Regions from separate parts of the Mus musculus genome. Here region 1 is linked to region 2. The links are chromatin contacts, called in public promoter capture Hi-C maps. All regions are on one chromosome and are shown on one strand. Each heading gives the region's core, a stretch centred on a gene start, on an enhancer-like site or on the middle of the called end of the contact. The rest is flanking DNA. Distances are from core to core; before and after follow the strand shown. Region 1 overlaps Rdx (radixin). Region 2 holds the start of Layn (layilin).

Region 1 (5,180 bases), core at 2,516-5,015, 980 kb after region 2:
TTGGTTTATGATTAGTGGTTAGGTTTACTTTTTTCCTTTCTAAAGTATAGTGCAAATTCTCAGTAAAAATTTGTAAACACATCTCACACACACATAAGCATAGAATGTCTTTTGAAACAGGTTTATTATTTATAGCAGCATTTATATGTATTTTTTTTTTAAACCTGGAAACTATTTAGAAAGGAATAGTTGTCTATGTGATTAATTTCTTCTGTCTTTAATAGTAGACTCTAGCTAGTAACCAGATTAGTGGAAAAGGTGGGGGTTATATGGGTTTTCTCCACACTAAACAACAATGTGTATAACAGTGCTTGCAAATTCACCAATTTAAAATAACTAGAATTTTTGTTTTTATTTGTATTGAGTCAGGGTAGCCTTGGCTGTCCTATACCTTGCTATGTAGACCAGGCTGGCCTGGAATGCACTGAGGTTTTCTGCCTCCAGAATGCTGAGATTAAAGGTATAAGCCACCATACCTTTAAATAACATAGTTTTGTTGAGTAGGTATTTGCTATAAATTTGTGTATGAGTAAGCTTTGTCTTTTTCCTTATAGTTGACCTTTTAAGTATAATTCTAAATTTATATGTATTAAGTTTTATGTATGTAAACACTGTCACTAAATTTGTACATCTAGTGAGTGATATAACCAGACAGTGCTGACTACTTTTCTTTATGCTTTCTCTACATTGGAAATAATAGAGTAGTAAAGTTAATTTACTTGGAAAGATTGGGAACTGTTTTGTGTATTAGCCAGTTAAACCCAGCAGGCCAAATCCAGCCTGCTCACATTTTTGTAAATAAAGCTTTATTGGCCAGGCAGTGGTGGCCTTTCATACCTTTAATCCCAACAGGGATTGGGAGGCAAAGATAGGCGGTGAGGGAGGGCAGGTTGGTCAAGGCTACATGGAGAAACCCTGTTTTGAAAATCCCAAAATTAAAAACTTAAAAGTTTTATTGGAACTTGTCCATGCTGATTGTTTGTCTGTGGCTTCTCTTGAGCCATGATGGCAAACCATATGACTTACAAAACCTGAAATAGTTCTTTGCCTTTCTGCAGAGAGAATTAGCTTTCCTCCAGTTTGAAAGAAAAACAACAAACAACAACAAAAGCTCTACTGTATTGAAAGAATGTTTTAAACTGGGCCTTGTGGTACAAATCTATGATCCTAGCTGCCCTTGGATGAGGCAGGGGATTGCATGTTCAAGGTCAGTCTGGACAATTTAGCTCTCCATCTCAAAATAAAAAAATAAATAAATACAGGGCAGCAGATAGAGGTCAGTGATAGCGTACCTAATAGGATCCAGTCCCCTCGGTGGGGTGGACATGGGTACGGTTTTACATACAGTACAAAGGAGTACCACATTAGTATTTTCTCTGAGAGTGGGGGGTAACTAACTTTATAAATTGTACTACTAGTAATTGATATTCTAGAGGATTTTTTTTTTCTCTAAATTTTAGTTACTTCTAAACTTAGTTATTATTGGCTTTCAGGACCTTAAATGTTTCTTTTAACTTTTAAAAAGTTGAAATTAAATAAGAGATTTGCTACAAGTGAATTTGTAAGGTTTTGAGTCTTTACATCATTTAAGATACACTGAGTGAAAGTAATAGTAAATTCTCAACTCTGGCCTGGGGCCTTCTCCATTAGCTTAGACTAAGATGGTTTTTTCCTTTGGTTAGTTGTAGGATGAGTTGAGTACCTTGTCTTGATACAAAGTATCAAAGGGAATAGGGGAGGATTCGTTTTCAGAAGCTTCTCCCAAGAGGTTTTCGCCTTGGCCAGGATTGTAGCATGTTCTATATCTCCTACATTTGCCATTGCTGATCAGATTGTTTTCTTTTGATTTTGTTCCATTATTTTCCTAGTAATATACCAAATGCATTGAATTCTTTTGTCCCCAAGTGGAAAAAGAGCCAAAGTGATCTGTCATATATTAGTAATGCTTAAATGAACATGCAGCTAACATTCTTGGTTCAGAACTTAAATTATAATATGAAAAACATTAATTGCTGTTAAAAATGCTTTATTAAATTATTCTACAGGACTAAATCCAGCCTCCTGCCAGGTTTTACAAGTAAAGTTTTTTTTGAATGATTGCAACATAAGACTATGGCTTATGAAATCTAACATGTTTATTTACCTGGCCCTTTACAGAGAAAGTTTGCTGAACTTTTTTTTTTAAAGTGTCAGTCATGTATCCAGGCAATTGTTACACTATGGTACACTATGCATTTAGGATGGAAGAGATCCTGAGGTGTTGACAGTGTAAAAAAACACGTGCCATACTGAATATCTTAAAAGTGTATTAAGTGGGATTATGGAGTATGTCAGCTGGAATTAGTATTAGTGTATAAAGTTCAAAGAATTCTCTGTGATGTCAATTCTGGATATTTCTTGCTTTCTATTTTTTTAAAATTTTAAATATTCCTGTTTCTGTAAATTAATAATCTTTGAATAAAAGACAGGTGGAGTAGATGTATTTGTCCTTAATAAAGAATCCCCCCCTTTATAAAATGGACAATGAAGCTGTACAGCATCTTAGGGTTAATTGACAGTGTCTTTTCAAGTGTGTTATGTCTGTAGGCTAATATGTCTGAGGATAGCTATGTGCATCCCAACACATCTATAGATGACAGTGCCATGTTGAAGTGTCAAAAGTTGGACACTCATTGTAGGGGGGAATGGATTGAATTTTCTTCGATGTCATGAGAACTGATACTTAAATTTTTTAGGTTCTATATTTAAAGAAACTATACAAACTTAGTTTGGTTTTAAGTAGAAGTGTATATATTGGAAAGATTACTATATGTACCTCAAACAAGCAGCATGATAATTATAGTCATTATTAAATGTGACATTTAATTCTTTAATTCAATAAAATAACTGAAATGGTTTTAGAACAAGATATAGTAAGCTTTATTATGTTTGTGTTTGTTGTCTCATTGATTCTTACTAGCTTGGCCATTTTATAACATTAAGATGAAAAGAAAATGTTGTCCTTGAAAAATAACAGCTAAAGTATTACCTATAGCCTAGATCCTCATCAAAAGCAACAAAACCCTGCTACTGCTAAATAATGTCTAATGTCTCAAAAAATATAAGGTGTAGAGATATTTGTGAATACAATGTTGAGTCTTTGGTTCTTTACTGCTACATGAGTCTGCTTTTCTCTTCCCATTTCTAACGGCATAAAAATGTTTGTTTTATATTTATTTATTTTATATCTTAGTACACTGTCCCTGTCTTCAGACACAGCAGTAGAGGTCATCAGATCCCATTACAAATGGTTGTGAGCCACCATGTGGTTGCTGGGAATTGAACCTAGTCAGTCTCTTAACCACTGAGCCGTCTCTCCAGTACCTAAAAAAATGTTTTCTTAAATGTAAAATGAAGAAGTTGAACTGGAGATGGCTGTCTTACTTACATTTTAGCACATATTTACAAATGATGCTTCATTTGTCTTTCTGACTACCTTAGTAACTATATATTTAAAAAATATTTTAGGTCAGAATTGAAATTCAAGATAATATGTTATTTTAGTACCATTTTACACTTGTTTTAGAAATTAAAATTTTCTCAACTTGCAAATATTTTTTTAAAAATATCTTTAAAACATAGACTACTACCACATGAATACGTCTTAGATATCTTTAGAATTACCTATCAGTTTACAGCTTTGATGATGGTAGAGGAGAAAGCTTTCTCAGCTTTTGTTGTCTGGGACTGGCTTGCCTAGGACTGCATGAAGAAAATCGAATAGGACCAGCAGAACCTAAACCCAGGCTGTGAAGGACTCTGACCTCACTAACTAGTTCCATGCCTTCAGGCAAGCCTCTTAACCACTTCTTCCTTTCTTTTTAGAGGTATAGGAGTTAGGAGTTGGAATACTAAAGTAGGCTGGGGAGAAGGCAGGCAGTTAGGAGAATTAGACCACGTCTGTAAGTGCCTTTAAAGTGAGCATACTGCAGATGTAAGATAGTCTTGTCTTCTGCACTTCACTTGGGAACTGCGTAAGTTGAGAGAGAGAGAGAGAGAGAGAGAGAGAGAGAGAGAGAGAGAGAGAGAGATTACTACACTATTAAGCTAATATATATAATAAACTTTTTTTTTGGTTATTTTTAAGGTTTTAAACCTGAGTGTGTGTGAACTTGGATAAAGTTGTATCCTTTGTCACATATTCTGTTATGAATGTAGCAGTATCAGAGAGGCTGTTTCCATAAGACTTATTAGGGATCTTCATAATGCATTCAAGTTATTTTAGTGTAGTATTTATTTTTTTAAATATTTGTAACTTTTACCAGAGAGGAATAGCAATCCTTTATTTACTTATGTATTTAATATGAGTACACTGTTGCTATCTTCAGGCACACCAGAAGAGGGTATCTGATCCTATTATAGATGGTTGTGAGCCACCATGTGGTTGCTGGGAATTGAACTCAGGAAGAGCAGTCAGTGCTCTTAACCACTGAGCCATCTCTCCAGCCCTCAGTATAGTGTTTATAATGCTCTTTACTTACAAGTCTGGTGATTAAATCCAGTACTACTGTTATTTAAAGTGTTGGAAAAGAATCAAATATATTTGTGTATCTGATATATCTGACATAGATTTGTATATTTTAAGTTTTGATAATTACATTCAAGCACTATACATTTCTTATAATTTTATGTACTTCATACATTTATTGTATGAGCTTAAACACCTCTGGGAGGTGGTTCACAGGTCTCCCTAGAGTGTCCCACATGGAGGAAAAAGGATTGATAAGTTCTTTGTCAGTGTCATAACTGTTGATTTGCCTGCCGTTTACCTAATTGAGGCATTTTAAACTTGTTTTTATTGTATTACTTCCTAGTTTCCCAGAAAATTGGCCAAGAGTTCTTTTAGAATTTTATATAGAGACAACTACTTTGCTCTTCCGTAGTTTGACTCCCAAAAGACTGAAAATGGTTATAGTTAGGCCTTGGGAGAAGAATAACTTGAAAGTAAAATTAGTTTGGTGTTAATTATTGAAGCTTCAGTGTAAGCCACTACTAGACTCCGCTCGGCAGCACCTGTTGCAGCACCTGACCTGTTGGTGTGTTGTGCCAGTGCAGCAGAAAGCCACTTATATGAGGAAGGTCAGCCTCAGAGTTGAAGGACAGAGGATGCTATATATCAATGTTTCCTCTTTTGTGGCATT
Region 2 (5,417 bases), core at 1,659-4,158:
AGAGAGGTCGGGGAGGTAGGGGAAAGAGAAAGCAACCTGTCTCAGTTCTCCATTAAAGTATACCAGAGCAGATGTACTTAGAAACATCTCAATGAAGCTTCCTCTGGGCAGGAATTCTGATTGTCCATCTTTGGACTGTTACCACTCAGGCTTTCTAGAGAAAATTAGTACTCTTTGCAACACAAAGTTAAAGTGATTTTAAATGCTGATGTCTGTATTGTGTAGGGGATCTGTGTTTTTGTTCCAGTGCAGATTGATGAAGATATTTCTATATTTTAAAATAAGTAGGAAAATATTACGGCTTCACTTGATGTGTACAAAGATGATGTTCATGCTCTTAGGGAGTCTTGTGAAATTATGGGACTTAGAATAAGAGTTGCTGTGAAGTGCTTCCTTCAGTGTAGAGGGACACTCTGACGTCAGTTGTGGATTCCTCTACCCTGAAATCCCCTGTCTATGCAGTGGAACTAACTTGCTCATCTCTGGTGAGCAGAAGCTAAGAGCTTTTGTGGGGTTTTCTGCTACTGATGGTCAGATCTCTAACCTAAAGACAATAGCTAGAGTTTATTGAACTCTTTCCATGTCCCAAGGCTATGGTCAAAGTTTTATAATTTCCTTTGGTTCTCATAACAGTCTTCTGTGTCAGGACTGTTTATGTCTCACTTTATAAGTGAGAAAACTGAAGCTCATAGTAAGTGATTTGTCATAAACTATCGGGAGCATTAGCAGAGGCAGAATCCAGATCTGAGTATTGAGTCATACCAGAACCACTGAACTGTCTTGATGGCTCCACATTCCCCTACAGACTCAGCTTGCACTGGGAGCCCATCTCTCATTTGATTGACACTTGAAGGACTGAAGACTGTTTCAGAAAAATGGATGAGATTCCACTGAGCAGCAAGTAGCAAGCTGTTCACTAGCACAGGCTGCCCTAGCTTGTATCTGGATGACTGGAGTCTTGCTGCAGCTGAAACCCATCCCAGTCACCCCTCTGTTCAGTCAGCATTTATTGGGTAAATCCCCCTCGCTTGGTGTGCTAGGTATTGAGAATACAGAAATGCCAATTCCTAACCCACAGGAGCCCACAGCATGATTCTGGATGTAAGGGTACAAAATAAAAACCAAATTTCAACAAGGAAACCAGTCCCTGTAATGAAAGAGCCAAACTTCAGGCTACAGGTGTGAATTGCTGCCATGGAAGAAGGCGTAAATGATTTTATATTGTCAGACTTTCTGGAATGTTTTAATATCCCCAAGATTTCAGCTCTGTAGAAAGCCAGACGATGGTTTTTTTTTTTTATGTCCATTAATTGTCCAGCATACAAACCAAAAGGCCACAGACAGTGCTATCTATGAGGGAGCTATACAAGATTCTCCCCAAATCTCCATGCTTTGATAAACTCTCAGTGGACAAGGAGCTGGGAGCATCCTGTACTTGCCTGCCTTGTTAGAGGTTTCTAACAGAACAGGCTCCCAGCGGATGAGAGTGCTCAGATGCTGGGCTTCTCACCGGGGAAGTGTTCCAGAGAGGAGAATGCAGGCATTGGAGGACTGCAAAGAGCCCTGAACACCCCCAAACCTGGTACAAGAGAAGCTGCAGTTGCTTTTACTAGTGGTCCCGCCTGCCTTTCCAGGCCAGACTGCCAAGAGAAAGCTTAACACCTTGATAGAGTTTCCTGTATGGTCCAGGCTGGCGGCATATGTCTAGTGTATGCTAGTGAGTTCTAGGGAGTACCAGAGCTGGAAGGAGGCCCAGGACCCATCTGGTTCCCCTGCCTTCAGGAAGTGTCTTTCTTTTCTCATTTGCAGGAAGGGGAAGGGCAGGCAGGAGGTCTCCTGTCACCAAGCACAGAGCCATGCAGCCCTAACCCTCCCAGTGGCGTCAGCAGCTCCTCTGCTTAGCCAAACACCCCCTCCCAATCCTGAAACCAAAGTTAGATTTCTTAAACCAGACCCACAAGCTAGAATACAGTGGAGATTCCAATTCTACTCCATCCCTCTTGGCCAAAGGGAACCTGATAAAAAGATACCGATCGCTCCCCGCCCACGCTCCTCCCACCCACCCCCCAACCCCCCCCCCCACCCCCGCGCCCCATGCAGACCTAGTGGAACAAGAAAGAAGTCGGACCACTGTACCTCCTCTGGGGTCCAAGTCCGAGGCTGCAGTGACACACACACAGGGAAGGAAGCAGAGAGTCACTCTTGGAGCCTGGCAGGGCTGGTTCCTGGCTAACTAGGCGCTTTCCCAATCTCCAAGCATTTCCAGGCCAGCCACCCTCCCCTCAGAGGAGAGTAACAGGTACAGTTCCCATAGCCCTGCGGATCCAGGATCGGCTGCCTCCACTAGAAGGGTCCAGGCAGCATGGCGCTCAAGGGGCACTCACTGGAAGAAGTTTGCCAACTGCCCCACCCAAGCTACATCCTCCTCACCCCTTAGTAACCCCGGGGAGAGAACTGACTTCCAGCGTTGCGGATACCTAGGGTGGCCCCAGGAACTGGAGCTGGTTGCATTTTTGCTCCCTGGAAGCAGAGAATTCAAGAAGGCTGATTGGGTCCGGGGTTGGATCTGGGGATTGCCCCACTACATAAAGGGGCCAGGGTGCAGTGACCCTGAAGACAGTCCTCAACTGCTGAGGTTTACTGGGTGCATCAACCCCAGGTGCTCTGGCACCAGCCCTCTCCCCCAGGACACACACTCACCGCTCAGCAGGCGACCCTTCGAATCCCTCGGTTTGGCCAGCAGCACCGCCAGCAACATAGCCTGCAGCGCTGCTCCCGGCTGCATGGCTGGACTCCAGTGCCTCCCGACACCCTGGGACTAAGGCAGAGAAGTGGGCAAGTAGACGACTGCGTTTGAGCAACTGCAACCAAGGCAGCTGCATCTCCCAAGGATCCACAGACCCCGCACTGGGCGGAGTCCGGGAGGGCTCTGAGTCGTTGGTTGCCCATCCACCCCCTGGGACGTCACTGCGGGGGAAGGCAGCCCCTTGGGCTGGCCCGCCCCCAACGTCTAGTGCTCTGGACTCCAGAAACTGCTAACTCAGGGGGAGTAGCCAACGGAAGGGGCCGCTCTTTGCAGAGAGCCGCCCAGGGAGATTCTGAGTTTGCCTAAGAGAAAAATCCCACTAGTTTTTGAACTCCCAGAAGGTGGAAAGCGGGTACTGTACTTTCAAACAGTATAGCCTCTTGCCCTCATCACTACCCAGCTCTAGTGGGCTAAAGTAGCAAAACCCCTACTTACACCACAGTAAGCGTCAGACCAGGGCAGCACCTGGGAAAGAACTTGAGCAAGGGAGGAACAGATTCTCAAGCAGGCAGTGTGTCTACTGACTAGAGGCATTTCAGACTTGGCCTGAGGGAGACCTCCAGCAGAAGCTAGAGTATTCCAGATCTCAACCAGAAAGACACTTTGCTTTGTGTAGGGCACATATTGGAAGATAGGAGTGGTTTAGTGGAGTTCAGCTTTTGGTGGACAGAAAAATGACTCCCGTTGCAAAGAATGATCCTATTCTTCCTATGGAAGCTTTCATAACCAACCCAAGTGTATGCTCCCCTTTACACTCCCACAGTAGTTGTGTTTACATGTGTGTTCTCAAATACATTCGCACAGTAGATCCAGTCTCCCATCGAAAATCTATGAAGTAGAAAGCTGAGAGTTCATTGATCTTTCCGGTATACTATGGTATTGCGAAGCGTAGCAGAAACCACATCTCGGTTACTGCCTTCTGGATTTTGGTTCCAGTTTGCTTCTGTTTTCCTGTTTATCCAGCTTTTCAGCAGAGCAGTCAGAAAAGCAGAGAAGGGGCCCTGAGAAATGGACCAGTGGTTAAGAGCAGTCATTACTCTTGCATAGGACTGGGTTCAATCCCAGCACCGGGCAGTGGCTCACAATCAACTGTAACTCCAGTTCCAGGGATCTCCTGTCTTCTTCTGGCCCAGAGGCACGAGGCTTGCATGTGATGCACATACATACATACATACATGCTGGGAAAACACCCACAACACATAAAATGCAAATAAATAAATCTTTTAAGAAACGAAGCAGAGGTGCTTCCACACTCTTGACACACTTGTTCTAAACAGGCCTGAGATAAAGCAGGAGTAGGGATGGATCTGTCTTAGCTCCAGCTGAGAACAGAGCAGGAGCTGTGTGATTACAGAACCCCGGCACCAACAGGTGGGGACTGGCAACCCTTTCCTGTGTTCCGGTTAGACTATCTCACACCAACCATTCTCTCTAGACTGTCTCCCCAGCAAAGCAACTGTGGTGGTGGTGGGACACAGAAGTGGCACCTGATGGTCTGCTTGAAACGCTGCATTTCCTTGGTGTCTGTGTGTCCGTTGGCAAGTCATTTTATTCATTATATATCTTGATGGCATTAATAATTGCCATAACAGTTTTGTGATGGTTTGCCGAGGCAAATATGTATGAAAATGTGCAGTTATACTTGACTTAATGTCATCTTAAATAATTTATTTCTAATATTACAAGATCTGTTTCACTTATGAAACTACCACATTGCTTTAAATAATTGTGTCTTCAGTTCTCCCTTTGACACTCTGACTTTGGTCCATATCGGGGCTTTGTTAGCAGATGCAATTAACTGAGTGTAGTGGCTTACAGTAATGACCCCAATACTTCCCACCTCCCAGGATACATATTCTTTATTATGCTAATAGAGTTCTCTTTACTAAAAAAGTAGAATGTTTCCCTAGGCCGTGAGAGTTATTAATCAATGGAATAAACCAGGACTTGGAGCCCACAGCAGAAAACCCCTTTCCTGTTCTTATTCTCTTTCATCGTCTGACTCTCTGAGAGGAGCAGGCCTCAGATATCCTACTGGTTCATGAGTGTCCCCAAGAGGGTGGTATGTGATGCAGTCCATTGGCAGAGTGCTTCAAGTAGCCTGGAATCAGATCAGTCAGAACCTGAGCTGACCTTGTATGAGCTCCAAAGATTGCTTTAGAACTCTTTGTTAAGTGGTCCTGTTGTAGTAAGAACTACCTGTTATTCCTGGCAACTCAGGCATGTGCCACTGTGGGAGGGCTAGTTGACAAGAAAACTCATAATGCGTTATTTTCCTTGGTAAAATTTCTTTGGCCCAGGATCCATTCCTCAGCTTGATGAGCTCAAAGTTAATTAAAAAACCAGTTAAAATGCTTTTTTTGCACTTTGGAATATTCACACATATATAATGAGATATTTTGGTGATAAGACCCAATTTCAAACCCAGAATTGTTTCCTATACATCTTATAACACAGTCTGAAAGTAATGTTCTATAATACAATTTCTGTGCTTTGTATGTGTGGTACATGTATGTATGCATTTGTGTGTGTGTGTGTGTGTGTGTGTGTGTGTGTGTGTGTGTACTTATGCATGACTTATGGCGGCCAGACATTGGGTGACATTGGGTGT

Evidence for each region. Promoter capture Hi-C pulls out the DNA fragments that hold promoters and counts their contacts.
Region 1: a promoter capture Hi-C map of liver shows a contact between it and region 2, with 2.3 times the contacts expected there. The contact joins the enhancer-like site here to the promoter of Layn in region 2. A contact is called at or near these places in 10 of 39 promoter capture datasets (the 3T3-L1 cell line, the HPC-7 cell line, HPC-7-derived erythroid cells and 6 more).

The regions. Positions count from the first base shown.
Region 1 is chr9:52,051,561-52,056,740 of GRCm38.p6, forward strand. All of the region lies in intron 1 of Rdx (radixin), which reads left to right. Among named protein-coding and RNA genes, the nearest start is that of Rdx, 6.2 kb to the left of the region's middle. Within about 2 kb of position 3,766, at least 5 of the 459 cell types and tissues checked have an H3K27ac peak or open chromatin away from gene starts, as enhancers often do. A contact at or near this core is called in liver, where this site is marked.
Region 2 is chr9:51,074,186-51,079,602 of GRCm38.p6, forward strand. It overlaps Layn (layilin), which reads right to left and starts at 2,909. Exons shown (of 8, transcript NM_001033534.1): 1 at 2,701-2,909; 2 at 2,137-2,160. The coding sequence starts at 2,785.